2 separate regions of the Gasterosteus aculeatus genome follow, and region 2 is linked to region 1. A link is a contact called in public Hi-C data. All regions are on one chromosome and are shown on one strand. The core of a region is the stretch at or near the end of the contact, and the rest is flanking DNA. Distances in the headings are between cores, read along the strand shown.

Region 1 (6,376 bases), core at 1,850-4,349:
CCGAGCTACCCGAGCCTCTGGTGCCGTACAACATGCAGGGAGAGCTGGTGGAGGCCTTCAGTAAGTCCTTCGCCTCTGCAAAAACAGAGATGTAAAAAGGGGATGGAGGAGTAGACGTGTCAGGTTTGAGGAAGGAGCATTTTGGGACGATTGCACATGCTGAAGGGATGCGGGAGCAGCGCGGACGGCGCTGATCTAATGAATTCATAAGAAAGACAAACCAGGGTGCTCCTGAGCTCTCCGCCGCCTCTCCTTTTCTCTTTGTGTCCTGTAATCTGTTGGAATGGAGATTTAAGGCGTAGCTTAGTCTTGCATCGGGGCGGAGAGATTTAACCCCCCCCCGCCGCAAAGTGACTGTCACTCCCTGAGCTCTGTGAGTGTTATTTATTTATTTATATTAACGGCCCCAGAGAGCCTCTTGAGCCGTTAGAGAGACCCGATGAAGCTTCCGCAGTCCGTGCAACAACAGAGGGAAAAGTTTAGCGACGCGAAAACCTTCGTTCGGTCTAAAATAGTCTGCATTTTCTTTGCTTCACGCGTGAGTGGTGGAGAAAGTGAGTGCAAAAAAGCTGGGCGGCTGCACGCCGTCATGGTGACGTTACTTTAAATAAGCTGTAGCGAGTTATGTTTTGGTTGCCGATGATGGACGTACAGCCGGAGGAACTGGCGCCGCGTTCAGTCATTACGCATGAAATCTGTTTTTGATCCAAACTGACCTCATTGTGGGAATACAAAACCAAGTTCTCTGATTGTAAATCATGGTTGTGATGTGGCCGAGAACATCTGCTGTTCCCACTGCTGCGCGCTCTGCCTCGCTCACACACACACACACACACACACACACACAGGATGGACTGTTAGCCGGTGACGTCAGCTTTTTTTGACTCACTCCTCGCTGCCATCAGGCTTTGCACACCCAGTGTGTGTTTGTGTGCGAGTTGCTGTGTGCTGTAGGACATTGTGATGTTATGCTCCTATGGAATGTGTGGCTGTCTGATTATTTTCTTTCTTTTTTGAAATGTAACTTCATTTTCATTTTGAATGTGTATGTTTCCATGACTTTTCATGAAACTGAAAGCTGAGTTAACTTTGTCCTGCACTGTTTTGTTTTTTCTTTGGTCGTTTTTTTTGGGGAGCTGAATCCAATAGCTTTCCCCGTGCTCCTAAAACTCTTCTCCATTGTATTGCTCTTCCGCCCGCTCTCCCTCTCCACCGAGCGCTCCTCATCTTAACACTCCCCTGACGTCTTTCCCATAGATTCCCTTAATCTCTTCTTTCGAGACACTTTCCTCCCTCCGCTAACATCCATCTTCTCTCTCTGCCACCATTCAGAGATCAACGACAGGGAGCAGCGCTTCCAGACGATGAAGGACATCCTGCGCCGCTTCCCCAAAGAGAACTACGAGGTCTTCAAATATGTCGCCAGCCACTTGAACAAGTGAGTGTGGGACAGGGTCAAAAGGGGCCTCCGACAGTGCTGAGTAAACCCGCCGGTCAAGTGACGTAGCAGTGACATCACCGAAACCAGCACACGAAACAGAATAGTGGCTACATCCCTCATGGGTGATTGCAAAATGGATTTTATTTGTATGTTGTGGACGACTCTGCTCCAAAAACTATATAGTGGTTCCCAACCAACACAAATATTAGATCACTTTTACCTCCTTCAAACAAAGCCATGGAAGACGATAGGTTTTTTTTTTGTGAACTGTGGTGATTTGTGGCCCATTTAATTCACCTTTTTGGTTTGTTTGTGTTGCGCAGGGTGAACCAGAACAACAAGTCGAACCTTATGACCAGCGAGAACCTGTCCATCTGTTTCTGGCCCACACTGATGAGACCAGACTTCACCACCATGGACGCCCTGACCGCCACCCGCACCTACCAGACAATCATTGAGAGCTTCATCCACCAGTGCGCGTACTTCTTCTACAATCAGCCGCTGGCCGACGGCCTCCACGGCTCCCCCACCTCCACGCTCTCCTCCGGGGGAGGGACTTCGGCCTACTCCTGCATGGCCGGAGGCTACTCCTCCCCGCCGACTCCGTCCCCGGCTCCCTATGTCCTACCGGCCACCCCGCCAGTCATTCCGCACTACGGCCCTCCTATCCACCATCACCACCACCACCACCAACACCACCTTTCACATCAGTCCCCACCCCACTCCCCACCTGTTACCCCCCAGTCCCCCATCCCCGCCCTGCTGCCGCCCTCCCTACACCCCCACCACCCGCCTACGGAACAACACACGCTGTGAACCAGGGATCAAGGGAAGGAGGGAAGGAAAAAAAAACGAAGACGGGATGATGAGATTTAAGGGTTTAAGGATCAGAGATTTTGAAGTTGGGGAATGGAATTGAAGAAGAAAAATTTAAATCGAGAACCGGAGGTAGGAAGATAAGTTGGGAGGGATTGAGTGAGATGCAGTATGTACAGGGAGAAACCGATGCGCTTGGGAGAAGAAGAGGGCGTTTGAGCCTCTGCTAACTTTAGAAAAAAGGACACACACACACACACACACGAGGCTGACATGGGGAACACTGAACTGGTAGTGTGATCTTTCCACCCTCTCGCCACTTCACCCTTCTGTCTCTCAGTGTCACTGCACCTAGACCTGCCCCTGCCTTATAGAGAACCTACACACTAACTAGTGCACTGTGGCCAGTAACTGATAAAGGGACTCTGGAGTAGATTGGAAAGTCGAATGTGAACTCTGCAACGTTGTGATTGCTTCACCACAGACGTAACGCAAACACTTTGACGAAAACCCCCCCTCGGTGGCCAGCGTGCCTCCGACAACCCCCTTAACCCCTCAGCTGTCCTGGGAGTCCTTGTGGCCGCTTCCTTCGCCACGCGCCCTCATCCTCTACCTACGGGGGGCTGTGGCAGGGTCACGGTGGAGCAGAGAGGAGGTCCTTAAAGCACGTTTGTTCATTTGGCTGCTGTACAGAGGACTTGGGCAAAAAACACGTGTTACTACCCACCCGACAGGATGTTCTGTCCTCTGCGACACACACACACACTCACACATTCCTGTCCATCAGCCCCTCACACAGACACGCATCCACACACACACAATCAGTTTCAATTGAGGCACTATGCCAAGCACGGGAAAAACAAAATCTCAACAGACCGGATCTGCTAGACAGTGAACTGGAGCAGAGGATTATGGGTGCTCGCACCCTTTGCATTCTGGGAAGGCTCCTCCCAGTCTCCTGCTGCTCTCTCTCTGTTTGTTTTAACTTCAACCTCATGCACTGTCTTTGTAAACACATGAAGAAGGAAAAAAAACAACATTCAAAAGTGGCAAAATGTATTGGTCTAAATCTTGATTCTGCATTCCCGCTGTCCCAAAATATTTTTATTTTGTCCTTCATTAGACAAAATCGTGGGAAAACACCCGTCACTCAATGCGTGGCCTTGTGTGTGTGTATACGTTTTTGCGTGAGAGTCTACATGTCTGTGTGCGCATGTATCCATGCCCTTTTGTTTCACCTGGATTTCCCTGTACTCGACAGATAGTGGCAATAATTACGCTGTCAGATCTTCGCCTGTCATGTTGCTTCTCTCACGCTGTGGTGGTTTTACGAGCGAGCCGGTTCTGCAGTTTCCAGTGAGGACCTTGTTCAAAAAGCACTTTCTGAGCACTTTGAAGGCACATTTAAAATTGGAGCTGCTATGACGTGACAGCCACCGTTCACTTTACTGTCAGTCCACCGGCTTTCCTCTGTCTCTGGCAGCTCACCGCTGACATCTGTAGGATGAAATGGGTATTGCAGCCAAAACCTGACTTCCACATACTGCTGTGGTTTTAGTGTCAGATGCAACTGCAAAAAGATTATTATCAACTTTTAGAGCTCAAGTGTAAGAATTTGACTAAAAATAAACTGCAGTTTCAAATCGGATACAAATCAACTGAGATTAACTAGATTTAGGCTGTCTTGTCTTTTTAGTTTACACTTCACCGCGCTCTAAGCCAACCAGTCAGCCAGCCAGTGGTTGCATATAAAGATTTGGGACATTGAGGCAAAATGTAGCCCGGAGAGTAAGCGCTAGAAATGAGGCCTGGGTTTTGACCGCTGGGAAAGGAGGCGTTTTATTGTTGGAAGTAACACGCTGCCCTCTTAGGAAACAGAACGATACCTCTGGAAGGGAGTCTCAAACTTGCTGTCAATGCACTCAAAATATAAATTTGCAAGGGTCCCCCCCCCCCCATCGCCTTGTTATGCCACTGCATTGCCTAGTCGGTCCTTGTCCAAGAGGGACACTTAGTTCTGGGAGAGACCGCGGTCAGAACAGACAGTCCATTCATCCGTCTGCATGACTGGAACGGAGCATCACAGAATTCCTCTGCCCAGCCTGCTGTTACCGTAGAAACCAGTGAGACGGGGCTGGGCGATGATGCTCGCCGAATCAAATCAGCTTATAAAGTGTGTGTGTGTGTGTGTGTGTGTGTGTGTGTGTGCGTGTGCGTGCGTGTGCGTGCGTGCGCGCGTGCGCGCGCGCGCGCGCGCAAACATGTGTCCCTGTGAGCTCGAGAAGTTGCCCACGCGTGTGAACTTATGCGTGTCTCAATGTTAAGCAGATACCTACCGAGGTCACATGTTCTCTTTGACACAGAGTTGCATCTCTGCACGTCTCCCCAGACTGTCCTCTGCCCAAAACAAAAACCTTTAACCAATCACTGAACTCTTAAAGGAACTTTAGAAGTCAACACTACCTACTTACTGTGTGTGTGTGTGGGGGGGGGGATTAGAGGGTAGAGGAATCATGAACATGTTTTTGGTCGGGTGAATTCGAGCGAACATGCTCTGGAGTCGGCCAGACACCCGTGTGATCCAAATAAACGTGAAGGAGAGGAATGCAGTTCTCCTTGCGGTCAGTACCCCGCTGTGTAACCCTGTTAGCTCGTCCAGATTACACACACTGATCCGCTGAAAGTGTGGGAGACACGGAGGAGAGCTGGGGGGGTTAGAGGGAGGAAAGACAGGCAGCAAAAGGGTGAATGGGATCATTATATGGGAGACGGAGGGAGGAAGGGGGGGAGACCACTGGTACTTGTGTGTGTGTGTGTGAACGCCCGCCAGTGGCGTTCCTTGTGTATATCAATGTGTTAATACTGAACTGACTGTGAGGCAGCCAAAGACTGTGTGGGGGGAAAAAAGGGTCGAGAAAGAGATGGGAAGCAAAGTGACAGTTTAGAAGAACAATTGAATTAAAAATGTGACTTTGGTTCAGCGATATGTGGCTTTTTCTTCTTTTCTTTTTTTTTTGCAACAATGGTGACCGATGTCTGTTAAGTTAAAATGAGAAACAAGCAAAACTATATTCAAATGGTTGTTTATTGGTATGTTAGGGGGTCTAACACATTGCCCTTTAGTCAGTGGTGATAGAAAAAAATCCTTTTTACGTTTTATTTTAATAATTAAAAAATACAAAGCTTTTTTTTTTAACAATTTCTTTGTGAACGATTGAGAGAGCAGCCCAGTATAGTGCATGATTACTTCCCAACCACGGAAGAGGGCTCCACAACTCTCACTATTTAAGATGATGATAAACAAATATAAAGAAATAATGGGAGAAAAGAAAATAATAAAAAATAAATGAAGTACTGTAAAGTGAAAGATAACATCAAACAAAAAAAACTGTCATTATTTGCTGAGTATGGTAATTTGTCTCAATGGGAATGGTGTATACAGCAAGGCCTTATGTGATCTGTATCATAGTTAATAAATCAAATCTTGTAAAACTACTGCTTCCTGTCTCTTTTTTACACTGTGATGAAATCCTGAGCAGCCTCTTTAATGCACTTAATTCTTGATTATATTGTATGATACCTCTTATCTCATTTTCTGTGAGGGAATATATATAAATCGGATCTAATCAAATAAGTTTGCATTGTATTTTTACCTTTTTTAAGTTTACAGGCTTGAAAAAAAAGGTCTATTTTAGAAGATTAAGATTAAGAACATTAAATTCTTAAATGTGTAAAAAATGCTGTGTCTTCATATATATCTTGCAAAAAGAATTGCTGATAGAAAAACATGAAACAATATAATCCGAGTGTGTGATTGAGACGTGCCGTAGCTATTGTGCAATAAACCGGGATTTTGTAAACCAATTTGCTTGATACATTGGTTTACATTACATTACATGTCATTTAGCAGACGCTTTTATCCAAAGCGACTTACATTACACTTTAAACCCATGGCTTTTTCACATTTTTGCCCGGGGAGCAATTAGGGGTTAGGTGTCTTGCTCAGGGACACTTCGACATGGAACATGGGGCAGCCTGGACTCGAACCAACAACCTTGTGCTTCCCAGCACACCATCTCTAACCCCTGCGCCACGACGTTTAAAAAAAACCCACATCCA
Region 2 (6,376 bases), core at 1,942-4,441, 51 kb before region 1:
TGTGACTAGTAACAGATAAGCCACGCCCCCTTTCAGGCGCGAATAAAGCGGGACGCAAATGAGGCGAAATAACTACAACTAGTCGGGCGAGTAAAGCGTGGCGAAAATTTGCTTCGCTTTTGGTGTGAACGCAGCATGATGAAAGCAACATTTTCCCCCTGCCGTCTGCAGTGGTCTGTTCTCTCTCTCTGATCAAGGCAATTCTAAAAAAGGAATACAATTTGTTTGTTTTGCAATGTTCTTACCTTATAGAAGTTGAACACAAGGTCCAATTCACACACATTGTGGAAATACTCATTCAGCACCTAACAGGAAAGAGATGATCGGTAAGAATGGCAGACTTTTCATTTCCAATCATAGAGCAGCTGTGTCGATAAAGCAAGAAGAAGCTTAGATAACAACACTCAATAACACTTACTCCACCATATCTTCACACAGCTAATAGTTGTTTGCTGCTATATTGATGTTTAGAATATAAAATACAGCTCATTTAATGTGATGCATTACTGCAGATTATGTTGATGCTGTAGTTGCAGAGAATTCCCTTCACAGCAATGTGAGAAGCCAATTTCAGGATACAACTATAAGCAATAATTATAAGCAACAATAGGCTTAGAAAGCGCAGAGTAAGATTGTTTAGCCTTTCAGAATGCACTTACTTGCATTTCTTCATAGTCAAACATTACACGAAATGACCTTCACTCTGGAGGGCGCTGAATACAAAATGGTTTACTGTTTGTCGAAGCCAAAAACAAACAGTAGATCCTACTATAAGCTTCCAATTGATATGCATTCAATTTGTAAAACTAAATATCATAAGTAAGGGAAAAGGCTGTTAACCATGAATTAAGCAAATTAAGAGATCGAACACGATCACCATCAGCTGCTTAAATTATACAATATGTGACTGACGATGGTGTTCTATTTCAAAGCATTATCTGCTACTTGTAAAATAGAAATAACAACATGATTATTATTTAATCATTAGCTGATTTTATTTAAAGCAACATCTGAATTGAGTACAATCAAACTGGAACGGACATTATTAAGAAACCTGCAACGTTCTTCTGAAATCTGTTTGCACATTACAAAAAGTGAACACTGCCATTTCAGTGTTTGTGTAAGACATGTGCGGTGAGTTGCTATCAGACTCAGTTTTTAATTAGTGATCAATTGGTTATTTTATTGCTGGAGGCTTATTTCCAGCATCAATATAATTAGTGTTATCGAACAGTGAAAAAGTCAATGATTCCCCCTAAACATAAGAATGCAAGAGGACCTTTATTCTACTAATTTGTACTGAAATAGACTGACATGATGAAACTATGACTCATGTGTTGTCCTTGCAACGCTCCATATTCTGTTGAAGTATTATGCATCTGAGCAATATACATAGTACAGTGCATTAAATGTTGTTTGAGATCAATTCGTACTTTAAAAAAAATCCACGCTTGATATTATGGAGCTGCGAGACAGTAGAGGAAATGTTTTGAAGGAAATCATTAACGGACATTCCCCCAAACAATCAGACCATGAAAAGTAAATCATCATAGTTCACTTACTAAGTATGTCATGTGTTGTGTATTTCATTTACCTCTACAAAGTTGTGGATCCCCTCGAGGTATGCCAAGTTGTTATCAGTCACATCCACACAAATACAGAAGTATAGACCAGCATAACGCCGGTAAATGATCTTGAAGTTCCTGAACTGTGAGAACAAAAAAAAAAAGAAAAGAAAATCTTCTTTACAACTTTTTCCCTCGTATTGTGACAACAGCAGCTTTGCCTGGCAAGAAGCTTCCCAGCTTCACCCAGTGCATCATATACTGACTACCTTGGAAATAAAAACGCATCATAAAACTTGTCAGTAGACGAGGATTTTTATTCTGTTTTGACGTTTACCAGAACACCATCCATTGGCTGAATTTTATTTTCTTTGAAAGAGGATTTGTTTAAAAGTAGCTAGTGGAAAACGTTAACAATGTGGGACACTCATCAATCCCCCTGTAATTTTACTAAGAAGCCATAACAGTAAGTATTAACAACGGCATGGTTCCAGTGAGATCATTCCGACGGTATTTATAACAACGTTCTGGTTTAACTGAACATAGGAACATACTGTTTAAGGTCACAGAATCACCCAGAAAAATAAAACGGTGGATCGATACATATGATACTAAATAATCACATACCTCCACAAAATTGGTGTGTTTGGCATCTCTGACTGTTACCACAGCATGCACCTCCTCGATCAACTTCTGCTTCTCATCATCATCGAACTGCATGTACCATTTGGCCAGTCGTGTCTTCCCTGCTCGGTTCTGGATGAGGATGAAGCGGATCTGTGCAAAAAATTAGAAAATGAAAAGTGACACGGTGAGATTACGACAGAACTAGTCCAACGTTACTCGTCCCAGAGGTCTAACGTTAAGTCATTTGAAAAAAAGATAACGTTACGTTACTTCATAGAGAAGAAATATTAGACTAGCGTTATATAACGTTAGTGTTACTTTGTTGGTTATTGGCTTTCACTCGTCTACAATTAAACAAAGCTAATACTATCTAGCTACATGTGAGTAACGGTTATCTAATACATCTGCAGTATTTTATTATTAAGCTTTAGCTAACGTGTAAGCTCGCGGTAGCTAAACCACACCCATTTTGGTTGACAGCAAGATTGTGAAAGAAGTCAAAATGATTGCCGGACTTTTGAGCGACGTGCTTGTCGGTGTCAGTGATAAAACATTGTGATTTCCGATCTGAGGCTTTAGCTTGCTACGGTAAGTAAGCTCACCTGCTAGCTGACTGGCTAACGTTTTCTAACTGACTGAATGAAGACGTTATCCAGCCAACTCTCAACTGCTAGCAAACCAGCGGTAAAACACGACTACTATTGGAAACAAATGCTGTTCATATGTGACATATTTACCATTGTCTCCTAAATATGGACCTGGCACGCTCCAGAATAGCACGTTCCCGAAGAATTTTGAGAGGATTTGTTCAAAAATACATCAGTAATTTCTTCGACCGCTCGTCCGCTATCTTGCCCGAGCTAACAGGAAGTGAACACCATTAGTGAGCTGCGGTGCATGATGGGGAGAGTAGTTTACATCGTGATATTTAGAGCTACTCGGAGGTCATGTTGCACTTCAAGAACCAGCATCCCTCCGTAGTTTCTTCACTTGAATGGCATTTTGGATCACATGATAAACTCTTTTCTTTTATATTGCAGAACAATGTTGAAATGTAGATTCTTATACGAATTCCAAAAAACTGTAGTTATAGATAAAAATTACATTATAAAACATCGACATATCTCAATCAGTCTTAACACTTCTGTTTTTGAGGAAACTGAAGGTTATATGGAAATGGAACTCAATACTATTGTCCGGCTTAACATGTATTAACATATTTAACAGCATCCGTTTTACAGTGTTACAACACCAAAAGAAAAAATATATACGCTGTATACATATTTATGTTTATTTGTATTTCATTTTATGAACGGTATATCAGCAAATTCTTCACAATAGTGTGTGTGTGTGTGTGTGTGTGTGTGTGTGTGTGTGTGTGTGTGTGTGTGTGCGCGTTTGCCTCTGTGTTTGTGTGTGTGCGTGCGTGTGTGTGTGTGTGTGTGTGTGCACGTGCGAGTGAGCGAGCAAGCGCGCTTGTGTGTGGTTATGCTCCAAATAACTTTCATACACTGTATAAAATAAGACATCTTTCCACCTCTTGAAGTTACATCGTTTGTGGGTGTTTTCTGCAGAGTCAGGGCTCAGGGTTTGTTTACTTGTCTAGCTGGGCAGCCATTCACTGCAGAACATTGCCCAGGCAGCTTGGACAGCTTGCCTCTTGGAGCATTCAGGGTTTTTTAGGGGGTCAGTGGGGGATGGGGAAACTGTGATTGTCAGGGATTGCACAATTGTGGATGAAGGAATGTGCTTGCTCTCGGGACCCATTAATATTTCTGCTACAAATACAAAGGGGAAGGCAAAACCAACCAGCGAATTAGCAATAAACATACCCTTTCCTTCATGTTCCAGCTGTGTTTTGATTCTGGTGTGTCTACGGTAATAAAAGCACAGCATGTTGTAACCTTCACATGAAAACCGAATAGCACAAATACCCGTTTGTGTTGTAATTTAATAGCTAAAAGACCAAGTTGTATGACCGGGTCTGGCCCATGTAAAGAAAACACTGGTGGGAGAGACGGATATGAAACCTATGCAGATTGTTCGAGAGGAAAAACTGACCCCCACTAATCATGCTCTGTGTGATTGGGGTCGTGCAAATATGACTGAGGACACAGTCAGTAATGTGATCGGACAGAAGTGTGTGGACTTTATCAAACAGTGGGCAGTGCACCTTGAACCCTGACTGACTATTTATTTAACAGTGGGTCACATTTTAAACTGTCAAAGTACACATGGTGCACTTTATGCGTCATAGTTTGACAACTCATGTAAGAAAAATATACCTACAAATAATTACTTTTTAACGTATTTACTTTTAGTTTTGCCATTTACCTCGACTAACAATACACTTCAATTTCAAATCAATACATACACATGTACTGAGGTTTTTCATCCCTGGGAAGTATTTGCTCTGATATTAGACGGAATGTAGATCACCAGAAAGGGTGGACTATCGGGTAGATAAGAGGTGACATTCCGAGAGAGAAGAACAACACGAGACACGAGCTATCCGTTTGTGCTGTTGGTACAGGAAGTTGTCCTCTCACAGACATTTCTCCAAGTATGTGAAAATAGTTGCATTGTCTTTCTGAGAAAAACACTATGTGAAAGTAGCTGCATTGTCTTTCTGAGAAAAAGAAACACTTCAGGATCTTAAAATGTTTAATTGTGTCGGGAAATCGAAGGACAGACTTCACAGCCAGTCTTATATGACGTGGATGGAAACATATATATACAATTGTGACCAGTTTTGGAGATAATGTTTCCCCCCCCTCAGAAAAAAAAGGTGTTAAATATTTTCCCTGTGTCGTGCTGGCTACATTTTGGTGTTGAAATCCTCTGGTAAAGGCTCAACAAATCTTATACCAGTTATCTAGCCACGTCCTGTTAAAATCTATGGGTTGGATAAATGTTTCAGCCTGCATAGGAAAACAGGGATCAATTGGGAGACGTAATGTGTGAGACACAGGGCCAAGGATCACTGTTGCTCGGAAACCGTGTTGCCCTGAAAGGAAAGTTGCAGTGAGGGAAACAAGGAATAGCATTCTCATATCAGTGACATTGCACATCCAGTTTGAAATGTTGTATTAATTAATAGGCCAAAGATATAACCCTAAAACAAAGTGTACGTATCTCATCATCAGTGGAGGGAGAAGTAGTAACGTAATATAAAAATCATCACATGATGAGGAAATGTCCCCTGTTGCTTTAGTATCAAAATATAAGTGCACTCAAAAACAGAATATCCAGAAAAATTGTTTGGCAAATTTGCCTAATGTGAAAAAAATGAATATATGCAACGTGTTTCAAAAATAAGAGGGAAAAAGATCTAATAGTCTAAATCTTCCTAAACAATGTCAGTTGTAATTGTGTCCATGAACCGCTGGGCAACTCCCTCCCTCTCTCTCTCTCCCTCCCTCTCTCCCTCCCTGTGAATAGGAGGGCAGATGCTGGATTCGGGAGACGGTCCGCCATTATTGTGAAGAAAAAAAAAATCGACTTCCACACGCTGTCACACATTTCGCCTGCAAGGGGCTGAAGAGGAGAAAGGAGACGAGGGGCGATCGGGACGATCGGGACGATCCGCCGCGCTTTGAAAGTGGCGCTTCTGGTAAACGCAGACGGGGGCTTTTGATCGCGTTTCATCCGCACTCTTTATGTTTGACACAACAAAGGAAATAATAACTGGTGAAAACAACGTGGTGGTGAACCAAGAAGGGGAAGAAAAACACACACACACACACCGAAACAGCGCTTTAACAAAGCCTCTCCACCCCTTTTCTCCTCGCTTCCAGACGAGGGGGGAAAGACCGGAGTTGGAACAGCTATTTTTTTTTCCCTGACGAAAATTTAGGTTTTTTTTTTCTTCCACTCCCTCCTCTCGCAGAGACACAGATACGCATCTCGTTTCTGGAAAACTTCACTCCGATGAAAGCACGAGCACTTAATTGGGGGAAGCAATGGACACAGGTAGCCCGCTGATTTGAGAGAGAAGAAAAAAACCGGCGGAGCGCGATCCATGTCAGTGTTGGTAGGAAGTGTTTGAGCGTGTTTTAAAAAAAATATATATATTATTATTTAAAAGCAAGTCTTTCGCCCGGCTGTGAGCGAGAGGAGCAGCGACAGGAAAAGGGAAAGAAGGAGCGGACGAGCGGCGGAGGACGCGGTGGTATGTCGACTCT

The links. A called contact is a pair of places that touch in the nucleus more often than the background predicts.
Region 2: a contact with region 1 is called in a Hi-C map of liver, with 6 times the contacts expected there. The contact joins the promoter of ap2s1 here to the enhancer-like site in region 1. A contact is called at or near these places in 6 of 6 Hi-C or Micro-C datasets (blood and trunk muscle, liver, skeletal muscle and 2 more).

The regions. Positions count from the first base shown.
Region 1 is chr1:10,157,399-10,163,774 of fGasAcu3.hap1.1, reverse strand. It overlaps arhgap35a (Rho GTPase activating protein 35a), which reads left to right. Exons shown (of 7, transcript XM_040173613.2): 5 at 1-60; 6 at 1,333-1,438; 7 at 1,765-5,749. The coding sequence ends at 2,257. Among protein-coding and RNA genes, the nearest start is that of npas1, 25 kb to the right of the region's middle. Within about 2 kb of position 3,099, at least 7 of the 9 cell types and tissues checked have open chromatin away from gene starts, as enhancers often do. A contact at or near this core is called in liver, where this site is marked.
Region 2 is chr1:10,208,165-10,214,540 of fGasAcu3.hap1.1, reverse strand. It overlaps ap2s1 (adaptor related protein complex 2 subunit sigma 1), which reads right to left and starts at 3,191. Exons shown (of 5, transcript XM_040174018.2): 1 at 2,930-3,191; 2 at 2,193-2,342; 3 at 1,595-1,708; 4 at 246-305. The coding sequence starts at 2,932. It overlaps arhgap35a (Rho GTPase activating protein 35a), which reads left to right and starts at 5,592. Exons shown (of 7, transcript XM_040173613.2): 1 at 5,592-6,363.